Regions from separate parts of the Sus scrofa genome. Here regions 2 and 3 are each linked to region 1. Evidence: chromatin contacts called from public HiChIP or PLAC-seq data. All regions are on one chromosome and are shown on one strand. Each heading gives the region's core, a stretch centred on a gene start, on an enhancer-like site or on the middle of the called end of the contact. The rest is flanking DNA. Distances are from core to core; before and after follow the strand shown.

Region 1 (3,989 bases), core at 984-3,483:
CTCCCTCACAAGCTGTTTTCACTTTTCCTTATTCCTTTCCTGCCCTTCTTCAGATCCATAAATCCATGGTCATGATACTAATTGTGGCTTAGATACAGTAAAGTACTCTGCTTCTTCCTCACACCCAGATGCATACATGGAATGATGTTAAATACAGCAATATTCAAAACCAGGGCAGTGTGACAACAGCCCTTCAGGCCTGTGGACTGACAGTCCAGTGGAAGATGTTGGCAGGGCAGAGAGACACACCCTGTTCTGCCTGTGTTATTTATGCCTCTGGCAGTGAAGCCCCTGACAAAGAAGCATGTCACTGGAACACATGCTCTTTGTTCACAGAGGTGCATGCCAGCACCGGCTGTGTCAGAAGGGACAGTACCGGGTCTGTAATCTCTCCTCTGGCTCTTTTGCTTTCTTTTTATTTGCTGCACTTTGTGGTTATGTTTATTAATTACTTTGTAGCCTAATCTAATAAAACACACATTTATCTTGTGAGTCTTCATATCCTTGAGTTGGTCATTTAGAGAGGAAAGGATCCCAAGATTTGTCCCTTTCTCCCTCAGGACTGATATCACCTCCCCCATCAGCCACCAGGTTACCACTCTCTGTAGCACAGAGCTACAGTGTCCCAGTCTCCCTCAGCATCTCTCCTACAGAGTTCTGTCTGGCATGGAAGGCTCTCTACAGTTGTTCCCAACCTACTGTTCCAGAGAAGACCTCCATGTTGCTTTGAATGCTATGACTTCATTCAAGACAGACAGTGTAGCAGAAAAGATGGCAGGCCTTAGAATCAGACCCATCTGGGTTTAAACCCTAGCTCCACCTATTGTTGGCCCCATGGCTTCAGTTCCTCATTTGTGCAATGACTGAAAGAACATATTAAGCCCTAAAAGTGGATGCACACGAATTGCTTGTTAGCTCATGGAACTAAGTTTAGTTTTTCGTAAAAGCCTTCATCTCATAGTCTTGTGGTTCTCATAACCTTAGTTACAGACCTCGTGCGACATCCTGAAGAGCACTGCCCTCACCATTTCCCCATCACAAAAATGTCTGCTAAGACTAACATTTAAAATACAAGGGAACTACATACTAGAAAGTTTTTGCCTTTTTCCATAACCCTCCTGAAAATTTTCTGCTTTGACATTTTCATGCATCTGATATTTTAAAAATCGATATAGTTTTGTTTGCCACTAAATGAACTTAGGTGAAAGAGAGGAGTCTTAACTTTAAGAAAAACTTATGGTAATGCCATAGAGTTGTTTTTCTCTATTCCTAAATTGTTCTCAATCTTGGAGCTTCTTCTCTATACTAGAATTAAGATGGTATCTGATTTGACACGTGACTATGTACTTATTTTAAGATGAATGTAACTTCATATTACTCCCCAGAGGTCTGCAAAACCGACTTAGTGCTCTAACCCTGTCTCTCAGGGAGCTTTTTGAGGCAGCCCATGACAAAAGCTACCTGCCAAGCTTCCCCGAATTGGAGACCAACAAGAATCCACACACCTCAGAGGGGTGCCCTTAAAAATAAAGGAGATAAAAGTCTTGAGGAACCTCGGTAAACTTCGAGGCTCCATTAGAAATGCTAATTACTGCCTCCACTAGCCTATACTTAATGTTAGAAAACCCAGGGAGATTCTCCCGAACTCTGGAACGCTCGCATCTCTGCGGTTTGAGCAAGCGGCCGGGGCTACCCCGTCCCCATCGGTCTCAATGGCCGACTCCGCCAAGTGCCACGCGCTACAGCGCGGGCCGGCAGCGATTCTGCCCCCCAACGGGGGTCCTCACAGCACTTCCAGCCCCACTTGGCCAAGGAAACACAGGTCTCGTGCTGTTGGCCCCATGCTGTAGTTGGAGGGGAGCGGGAGGTGACCCCGAAAGCCCCGGTCCCGCGCTCTCAAGTCTGCCGCCTTCGCCGGTGTCGGGTTGGCCTGGCCGAGGCTCGGCGCGAGGGCTTGGCCTTAGAGAGCTCCCAAGACCGACCGCAAAGTCTCCCCGCAGCCCGCTCGGCCGACTTCCAAGCGCGGGCTGGAGACCTGTCTCCAGGCGCGTCGAGGAAAGACCCAAGGTCTCAGCTGGGGGACGGGCGGGGAAGCCCCCGAGGTGGGTCTTACATCAGCCACCCCACGTGCGACCGGAGGGCGGGAAGAAGCCACTCCTGTCCCCCGGGCTGCGCCTTTTCCCCCCCAGCCTCCGCCCCTCCCGCCGCGCCTCTCCCCGCCCCGTCCTTGGTGCACCGCGGCTGCCGAGCCGAGCGGCGCCGCGCGGGGCCGAGTCGAGCCGAGCAGCCACCCGCGCCGCGTCGCCGGTTTAAGCGCAGTGCGGAGCCGCGGCCGGGGGCGGCGGTAGTGAGACCAGCGCTGCGCTCCAGCCCCCTTTTCCCTCCATGGTTTCTCTCCGCTCCCGTGAGTAACTTGGCTCCGGGGGCTCCGCTCTCCTGCCCGCACGCCGCCAGCCGCCCCGGACCGCGCCGCCGGCCTCTGCCTCGAGCAGACCCCTTCCGACGGCCCTCGCTGCGCAGGCTGGGAGCCTCTCCCCCCTCCGCCCCCGTTGCGGAAAGTTAAGTTTGAAGAGGGGGGAAGAGGGAAACATGGACATGAAGAAGAGAATCCACCTGGAGCTGAGGAACCGGACCCCGGCAGCTGTAAGCAGAATCCCCTTCGGGCTCCCTCTCCCCCCGATGACTTGCATGTAATGGTGGCCACCTGCGGGGTCCCAGACGCGGGCTCGCCGACCCCGGCGCGGGCAAGAGCGCAGCTCGCGGGCTCGGACGGGAAAGGCGGGCGGGCAGGCGGGCGGGCGCGGAGGGGGGAGCGAGCGCGCGGGATTAACTCTTTGGCGCCCGCGGGCCCCTGCGGCCGTCCAGGGAAGGCGGTGGGGTGGGGGAAAGCAAACTTTGAGCTCTTCGCCCGCCGGGGTCCTTTCCCGAAGGAGCGCGTGTGCGTGTGGCCGGCGGCAAGAGAGGGAGGAGGGGGTTGTGTAACGCTGGGAGCCATGTTTGCAGCCTCCCGAGATGCGCGGCCGGGCGGAGGCCGGGCCTACGGAGGAGCCGCGCTGCCAGTCCGGACTGGGCCCGCTGCGGGCCAGGCCGGCCTCCGCGTGCCCCCGGCCGGCCCGGGAGGGGGCTCGGGCGGAGCAGGAGGCTCCTCCAGCCAGGTCTCGCGGTTGGCGCCGGTCCGGCCAGGACGGGAGCGGAAGGACGAACAGAGGGTTCTTTGCCTCCAAGGGGGACAGGAAGCCCCCTCGGGCGCCGGGGGGCTTGGGCGGGCGCGGCCTGGCGCGCGCGAGCTGGGGAGGGGCGAGCCCGGGTGGCGGAGGTGGCGCAACCGACGCCCCTCCCGAGGCCAAGTTTGAAAAAAGGAGTCGGTTCCCGCCATTTTTCAAGCCTAAAAATAAAACTTTGTCTACCTATCTCTCGCGCCCCTTTCGACCCCCAGGCCTTCCCCAGTCCCGGTCTCCAAATGCAGGCCGCGCTCGGCCCGAGCTAGCAGTTGTGGCGTAAGCGGCTTCTCCCTCCCCCCCGCGCCGCGGCGGCGGAGCCCGGGGGCCCCTGCCCGGGAGGTTGGCCCCTCGGTGTGGGCGGGCGGCGGCTCCTCGCGTCAGCCCAGGCGCGCCACAGGCCGACGCAGCGCCATGTTGGCGGGCACCCGTCTCCTTCCGCCGCGTGAGTCGGCCTGCGGGCTCTGTCCGTCCGGCCCTGCCCGCCCGCACCGGCGGTGGCTCTGAGCCGCCGCTCCCTTGGCCGAGCCTGCGGTTTGTTTGGCGCGGGCCTCGCCAGGGCTCGGCTCGCACTGGCGGGAGCCGAGCGCTCCGGCCGTCGCCGACTCATCTTTCGGGCGCGCTGCCGCCCCCTCCCCCCTTCTTAAAAGGGCAACGGCAGGCGGCCGCCTCCGCCCCTAGTCGCGGGTACAGACGGGCCTCGGCTGTGCTTGCTTGCCGGGCGGGCGCTGCCCCGCACGTGCTTCAGAGCCGCAGATCCAGGCCGGTGCT
Region 2 (3,989 bases), core at 543-3,042, 350 kb before region 1:
GGAGTTCCCATCGAGGCTCGGCAGAAATGAATCTGACTAGTATCCATGAGGATACAGGTTCCATCCCCAGCCTGCTCAGTGGGTTAAGGATCTGGCGTTGCCATGAGCTATGGTATGGGTCACAGACGCAGCTTGGATCCTGCATTGCTGTGGCTGTAGTGCAGGCCATTGGCTGCAGCTCCAATTTGACCCTTAGCCTGGGAACCTCCATGTGCCCTCAAAAGACAAAAAATAAATAATAAACAATAAACCAAACTATTAGAAAGAAAAAAAAAATCCAGCTCTTAACTTGCTCTCCTTGTCTTCCTCACCTCTGTAAACAACAATTCCATTCTTCCTGTTACTCAGGAAAAAACTTTGGGATTCTTGTCTCCTCACTCTTTCAGAGTATTGAAAATCCTGTCAATTCTGCTTTTGAAATATAATCACATCAGATGACACTGCACTACCTTCCCTACCAACCCCACTTAAGCAACCATTATTTCTTGCATGAATTATTGCAATTGCCTAACTGCCCTTCTCCCGTAAGAGCAAGAGGGGTGACTTTAAAAATAAGTCAGATCTCTCCCTCCAAAGGCTTTTAAAGGCATCAGATAAAGTCCAAGGTTCTTATAAAGCCTTTCCCACCACACCCTAATCGCATCTTTTTCTATTTTTGCCCACCACCTCTGACTGCAGTTTGCTGGATTCCTCAACCGGTCATCAGCACTGAGAAAGCAGGGGTTTTCCTTCGTTCACCTCAGCCTCCTCAATGTCTAGAACACTGCCTGGCACATAATAAATACAATATTTGTGGTATGGAGTAAAAGGTTGGGTGGCCAGGGAAGGATTCCTAAGGGGGCTGATGCTTGAGCTGGGACTGAAATGCCAAGGAGCCATCCATGCATACTTAAGGGTAGAAATCTTCAGGCAAAGGAATATAAATGCCTAAAGGGTGAACAAGCTTGCCTTACTGGAGGTACAGGAAGAAAGTAAGAATTGTTGGAGCATAGTGATAAAAGAGTAGGACCCTGTAGGTCAGGTTACTTTACATCGCAAAGTCATGAGAGAGTAGTAAAAAAGGAGTAACTGATTCCAGATCGGTTTTGAAAGTAGAGCTGATAAGGTTTACTGATAGTTCATTAGGTAGTAAGTAAGGAGCCAAGAATGACTCCTACCTACATTTTTGGATTAAGCAATCGGATGGATGCGTAAAAGTGAAGGAGCAATAGGTTAGGCTAGGTTAGGCTAGGAGAATGAAAGGTTCATTTCACGCGTGTGAAATTTCAAATGGCCATCGACAAAGCAGATAAGCAGCCGTGGTGTTCACCACAGAGGTCAGGGCGGAGAATATTCACATACACATAATGGAAGTATCCAATAACCACTGGAAACATTACTAAAGCGATCAACAACTCAGAGGGGCGAGAGGTCAGACGACGGTCAGAAGCTAACCGCAGAGCAGCAAGCTCAAGCTAGGCAGGGTCTTTCGGTCCCCAGAGCTGCTCGAGCGGCGCCGCTTCCCGCTTGGGCCCCACCCCGCGCGCCGGGCCTGGCCCAATCTCTCCTCCCAGCTTTCCCGAGTCGGCAGAGGCCCGGAAGTGGGAGAAAGATGAGCACGTACCCGCCAGTCCAGATCCTTTCTTAGATCTTTCTTCACCAAACCGTCTCCGCCTAGCAATTGTCACCTCTCACCACCCTTGCACCTCCAGCCCCCGCCCCTGTTTACGTAGGAAGGAACGCCGGGGACCTCACCTCGCCCCGGAAGTCTAGGCCGTTAGCGAAAGGGCCGCCGGGAAAACCACTGAGAGGCCCGGGGGGGAGTCTGAAGTGGAGGGAGTCTGAACTAGAGCGTCCCTCCTAGACCACCCCCGCCAAGGCGTGGCTCGCGGCCTGCGGGCTCCGGCCGCCTGGGGAGGCGGTGCTCTCCGCGTGGCCCCGGAAGGACTTCCCGCGGAGGCGGGCGAAGGAAGCAGCGGAGAGGCGGAGGCAGCCCGAGGGGGCGGTTGCGTGCGGACGAGGCGGCAGTGGCTTGGTGAGGTTCCAGACGCCGGCTCTCCGGGATCCGAGCCCGCCGAGCCCACCCGGCCACTTCTCCCCCTTGCGCTTCCGGGAGCCGTCGCGAGCGAGTGCGCCTGCGCGCGGGCCACTTCGTGAGCCTCGCCGCTGTCCTCGCGCCGGCCGGCTGCCCGACGGTTCCTGCCGCTCTTCCCGCCCGGCGTCTAGGCTCCGCCGCATACACAACGTGCGGCATGTCACGGCGGCGGCACAGCGACGAGAACGATGGTGAGTGCTCTGGGCCTGGCCGCCGAAGCCGCGCCCAGGTGGGGCCGAGGTTTGGCTTCTTCGGTCTTCAGGTCCTGAGCGAAGGGACGGGAAGCCCTTCCCCCAGGAACTTGCGGGGAGATGGGTGGCACAGCGGGAGTGTGGCTGGGCGACTGCTGGAAAGCTCGTGCTATCCCCCACCGCACCTCTTGAGTCGTCGGCGGAGGGGAGGCCTGGTGCACCCCTGGTCTCTAAGCACTCTTTAAGATAAGGTCCTTGGTACCGCCGAGCAGGGAAGTATATTTGTGTCTGTGCCGCTTCCCCTTAGAGACGGTGACCAGGACTCACTTGTCCCAGTGTCTCGTTTTGACCCTCAAACATCATGTATTAATGGCTCTCGGAAGGTGAGAGATCTGATGAATTGCAATCCCAGCTCTCCTGTGCGGGTCATCCGGGGTTTTGCCTTCTTTCAAACCACTGGGGAAGAAAAATCAGCTTCTTATCCGCACGCGAGAAGTCTTTAATAAATAGATATACGTAGGTCGTTATGTTAGATCTTGAATTGGTTGTAAGCTTATTTCTCTCGTTTAAGAAAAGAATGCCAGAAGACTCACTAGAGAGCTCGTAGAGGTTAGATCGGGGTTCCCATTTGGATATTTGCACTCATGGGGATCCTGGAATTGCCGTCATAGAAACCAGGAATAATTTAGCTAGTTAAAAATAGGAAACGATGCTTACATTAAAAAAACAACAGTCAAGAATACACATCTAGAAAAGCAAAAAGAAACTAAAAATAATTTAGTTATTAATACTTGAAAATAGTGTTGTAAAGTGGTTAAGAGGCCAGACTTTGGAGACAGAGGGTTTAAGTTCAAAGTTAGACCTTGCCATTTATTTTGTGATCTTGCCCAGATTATATCACCTCTTTAAACCTTAGTCTGTAGTATTGGATTAATGATACATGCCTGTTCTTGGTTTTGTGAGGATTAACATATGTAACTAATTGCTCATGATGATATGTATTTTATCATCTGTTAATGCTTAAGAATTGATAAGCATTGGCAGATGTCAACGATGTAGGAAAAAAATACGGATCAAAAAGTTGGATTTAATTAATTTTCTCCACTTATATTTTTCTCTCCTTGAATGTTGGGGCACTCGAGGGTAGGAACCAAATCCCACCTACTTAATTTTAACAATGAAATATCAGTTTTCTGCTAGGACATGGCTTGAGAGGATAGTCTAGTCCAGTCTTGTCACCTGACACCTAAGGGTCTAGATTTAGTATAATTAATGGAGATGGCTGTGCCCAGACACAGGTGAAAGCAAATCCAAGGTTCTTTTTGCTACACATGTATAGTAGGCTGCATGCTTTGATTTTTTTTTTTTTAATCACAGGAGGCTTCTTGTATAATGTACATACAGAGCACAGAAAATAGTCTTCATGTGCTTTGCATTTGATTAATTAAAAACCTAAATCTCCTAGAAGTCATCACTTGGTATTTGGAGAACTTGAGTCTAAATTTAAAGTTGTTCCCATTTTCTTTGCTCTTCTTGTGCTTTTTTTTCTCTTCTCCCTTCTAGGGCATTCCTAAAAGGAGAGGGAGTGTTTCCAAAGGACAGCCTGGAGAATTCGATGTGAATATGTAGTTTGGTTATTGGGATGCTAGCATAACTTTCTTAGGAGTTAGCTTCTGGCAGCTAAAGCACTGTCCATTTGGGTCTTGCTGCAGGAACCTCAGAAT
Region 3 (3,989 bases), core at 757-3,256, 270 kb before region 1:
CCTCCACTAGACTGAACCATTTTTCTCTAATTCTGAAAAATAATTAAGCATTCCGTGAATTTTGCTGAATGGATAGAAATGGATGAATGTACCAAAATATGATTCTGATTTCATGAAGTGTAGCAAATGATCAGAATGACTATGAGTGCAATGAGAATTAAGGGAAACTGGAATAATCAAGATGATAATTTGATCAGGATCCTGAACAATGCTAAAATATGCCAAAAACAAAGCCCAGTTTCTCTCTACTCTTATGCCTTGCTATGCCCCCCAGGCCCTTAACACTACTCTTAGCAACATATTCTAAGCAACTTCTCATCTTTTTTCATGGCTTATGTCATACCACACACAGAAAGTGGAAATTATACAGTACATTGAAATAAAAGTACTACAAAGATAAAAATCTCGGCTCTTGAAGCACTGCAGGTTGCATACACTGTTACAGCACAATTTGGTTCTTTGGTAAATGCCCAGGAAATCTTAAAAAATATTCATACTACCTTGCTTTCCATTATCAGAAGTTTAATACCAGTTTATGCTCTATTTTGTACCCCTGTTCCACAGCCATTTAGTACAAGTCTTGAAACCTTTATGGAATCATAAATATGAATTTATCAATGCAAATGAACAATTTTTTGCATTGAGACCAGAACCATTAAAAGTGGCTAGGGTTTTCAGATTCAGTGTCAGTATGAATCTCAAGACACCCAGCTAGCTCTTTTCACTCTTCCTTACTCCTGGCTGATGAAAGGGTTAAGTAGATGATACAGTTTTGTGTTCAACTGCTCACACACTACACAGTTGGTTGAGGAACACAGGTGCTTCGTGTCATGGAGGCAGTCCTAAAGAATCACATGTCAATCAAACTATATTTTAGGTACCATGGAGAAGACTACCACTTGATCCCAGTGGAGAGTTATATGATAAACACATACATGATAAGCAAATAGACAAATGCACAGCCAAGGGCTGTCCTAATAAAGGGAAGATGAAATCCAGACAAGAATAACACAAGAATAACAGCCTTTCTTCCTAAGGGTGAGAGAAATGCTTAGTATAGCAAAGGAAGCTGGTGAACAAGACCTTGAACCGAGGGTCAGATGACCTGAGTTCTAGTCCAGATTAGCCTTTGCACTTGCTGAGACGAACCTGAGCAAACCTCTGTCGCTTTCTGGCGCTCAATTATCTCCTCAGTAAAACATGGATACCAAACCCTGCCCTAATTATTTTCAGGTTAGCTGTGAGAGCCAAATTAGCTACTTGGAAACTTTGACACACAACAGTTGTCACTCGGTTAGCCCCACGGAGTCAGTAGCTAATGTCTGTTTGCTCCTCTCTGCGCCCAGCACGTAGCAAGCACTGTGTGCCAATTAGGGAATATGCACTCAATCACCCTGCGTTAAATGGATGAATAAGGAAGCAGGTGCAGGATTACTAAAATGTGTTACGAGGTCTAAAAGCTTTATACAAAGACCATCCCGGGACTGGTGGAAGCTGCAGGCAGAGAACAGAAAAGGAGAACGGAGACATTGCCTGGCTCCTCCCGACAGCGAGGGCGGCGGCATCCCCAAGCCAAGGACGGCCGCTGGACCGCCCAGGTGCCGTGAGGCAAGGCCAGGGCTGGGAGTCAGAAGTCGCCCTGTGGTCTTGGACACCCCGCTGTGACAAGGCCAGCTGAGCTGAATCCCTCCGAGGACTGCGGGGGAGGGTCTGGTCGCCACACCAAGGACGGGGCCCCAGGTCCGCCAGGAGAGAGATGGGGCAGACGCCGCTAGGGTCCAAACCTCCGGTAGCCGCAGCCGTCGTCGCTGGGTAAGGCCGGGCCGCCAGCCGGGCCTGGCGCAACATCAGCGCCCGCTGCCGCTTACGCTCGATGTTCGCCCGCACTGAGGCAGGCAGCTCCGCCGGCTGTTCTGAAGCCGCCGGCTGAGATGAAGACCCTTCAGCAGCCGCCATGTCCAACCTCCCCAGAAGACTGTGGCAATAGCCCCCACGCAGGCGCATTGAAACGCCAAAGCTGGTCGAGGCCCCGCCTCCGCGCTGGCGGTAGGGAGCGCGCCTGCGCATTTTGAGAAGGACTTGCAGAAAGGAGCGGTAGTTGGAATCTGCGCAAGCGTCAGAGCGGAGTTTACTTGTTGGCTTTGTAACTCTGAAGTCGCCGGCTGGTTCCAAGATCAGTGTTCAGGACCCAGTCATCTTTAAAATAATAGCTTCGCTTGGTGGTTCAGCACATGGGCATTGGAGTCAGACTTGGATGAAATCTTAGTTCTGACACTTGCCATCTGCGTGGCCTTCAGTAAGTCACTTACCCTGAGTTCAGTTTCAACAGTAGTAAAATGAGGATAATTACAGAACCACTTAATAGAGTTGTTGAGAAAATTAGATGTAGTCTTTCCGCACAATGCCTGGCACATAGAAAGCTTCCCAAAATGATGGCAGTTAGTAGTAACAGTAGTTTCAATCAAAAGAAATCAGCGGATGATTGGTATGACTACTTTGAAATTCTGGCCTAGACAGAGTCATAGATTTGAAATGAGAACACCTGGGTTTAAACTCTGGGTGACAAAAGGCAAAGGCAGCACCAATTACCAAAGCTGGTATGCGTAAGTTTGGCTAACTTTTCCATGGAATATTTCTAGAGTGTGGATGAACTTACTTTGGATTTGAGCTAAACCCTGACTTCCCAAAAGTGTGGCAAATGAAGCAAAATAAATATGGCATGCTTTCCTAAAAATGTATTTTTTTATGACAATAAAACTTAATTGAAGCCAGAAAACATTAAGTTCTAATTACCACTTATACCATTGGGACTAGTTCTTAGAACAAACTGGCCCACTGGATAATACCTAACATTCACAGTTTGAGAAGCACAACCTAGTGGTTTTAGTCAATCAGTTATATGTATATCTAAGCTGGAGGACCTTCTATAGAGTAAATAAGTGCTGCGATCTCCTAGTTGAACTGGAGACAGATTTCAAACCATCCCTACTCCTTTTCCCCTCAAATTCCTCTCGCTCCCTATCCATTGATCTTGTCCCATGATAAAATCTCAAGTTTCATATGATAACGAAAGCACAAACAGGATAAAATTAGATAAATTAACTTAATAAAAATTAGTGACTTTTGGAGTTCCCGTCGTGGCTCAGTGGTTAACGAATCCAACTAGGAACCATGAGGTTGCGGGTTCGGTCCCTGGCCTCCCTTAGTGGGTTAAGGATCTGGCATTTGCTGTGAGCTGTGGGTGTAGGTCGCAGACACGGTTCGGATCCCGAGTTGCTGTGGCTCTTGCGTAGGCTGGCGGCTACAGCTCTGATTAGACCCCTAGCCTGGGAACCTCCATATTCAGCCCTAGAAAAAGGCAAAAAGACAAATAAATAAATAAATAAGTAAATAAGTAGTAAGTTTTGCACATCAAAGGATACTATCAAAAAAGTGAAAAGACAATTCACAGAATGGGAGAAAATGTGTGCAAATCATATACAGGTTTCCATGCCCCCATACAAAAGTAGAGCATTCCTTGTAAATTGGTACAACGACTATGGAAAAGAGTATGGAGGATCCTCAGAAAACTAAATATAGAACTACCATATGATCCAGCATATACCTGGGCATATACCCAAACAAAATTTTCATTCAGAAAGATACATGCACCCCTATGTTCACTGCAGCACTATTCACAATAGCCAAGACATGGAAACAACCTAAATGTCCATCAGTAGATGAATGGATGCAGACGATGTGGTACATATACACAATGGAATACTACTTGGCCATAAAAAGGAACAATGTCATTTGCAGCAACATGGATGGAACTAGAGAGTCTCATACTAAGTGAATTAAGTTAGAAAGAGAAAGACAAATACCATATATCACTTATATGTAGAATCTAAAATATGGCACAGGAAGTTCCTGTTGTGGCTCAGTGGTAATGAGCCCAGCTGGTATCCATAAGGATGCAGGTTTGATCCCTGGCCTCCTCACTCAGTGGG

The links. HiChIP or PLAC-seq counts read pairs in DNA pulled down with a chosen protein or histone mark.
Region 2: an H3K27ac HiChIP or PLAC-seq map of alveolar macrophages shows a contact between it and region 1. The contact joins the promoter of NCBP1 here to the promoter of ANP32B in region 1. A contact is called at or near these places in 1 of 5 promoter capture datasets (fetal liver) and 1 of 2 datasets of contacts at active chromatin or transcription factors (alveolar macrophages).
Region 3: an H3K27ac HiChIP or PLAC-seq map of alveolar macrophages shows a contact between it and region 1. The contact joins the promoter of XPA here to the promoter of ANP32B in region 1. A contact is called at or near these places in 1 of 5 promoter capture datasets (liver) and 1 of 2 datasets of contacts at active chromatin or transcription factors (alveolar macrophages).

What each region holds. Positions count from the first base shown.
Region 1 is chr1:239,839,829-239,843,817 of Sscrofa11.1, forward strand. ANP32B (acidic leucine-rich nuclear phosphoprotein 32 family member B) reads left to right here and starts at 2,234. Exons shown (of 7, transcript XM_021066477.1): 1 at 2,234-2,643. The coding sequence starts at 2,590.
Region 2 is chr1:239,490,785-239,494,773 of Sscrofa11.1, forward strand. It overlaps NCBP1 (nuclear cap-binding protein subunit 1), which reads left to right and starts at 1,793. Exons shown (of 24, transcript XR_002336867.1): 1 at 1,793-2,265. It overlaps TSTD2 (thiosulfate sulfurtransferase/rhodanese-like domain-containing protein 2), which reads right to left and starts at 2,099. Exons shown (of 10, transcript XM_005660262.3): 1 at 1,735-2,099.
Region 3 is chr1:239,566,583-239,570,571 of Sscrofa11.1, forward strand. It overlaps XPA (DNA repair protein complementing XP-A cells), which reads right to left and starts at 2,007. Exons shown (of 7, transcript XR_301366.3): 1 at 1,785-2,007.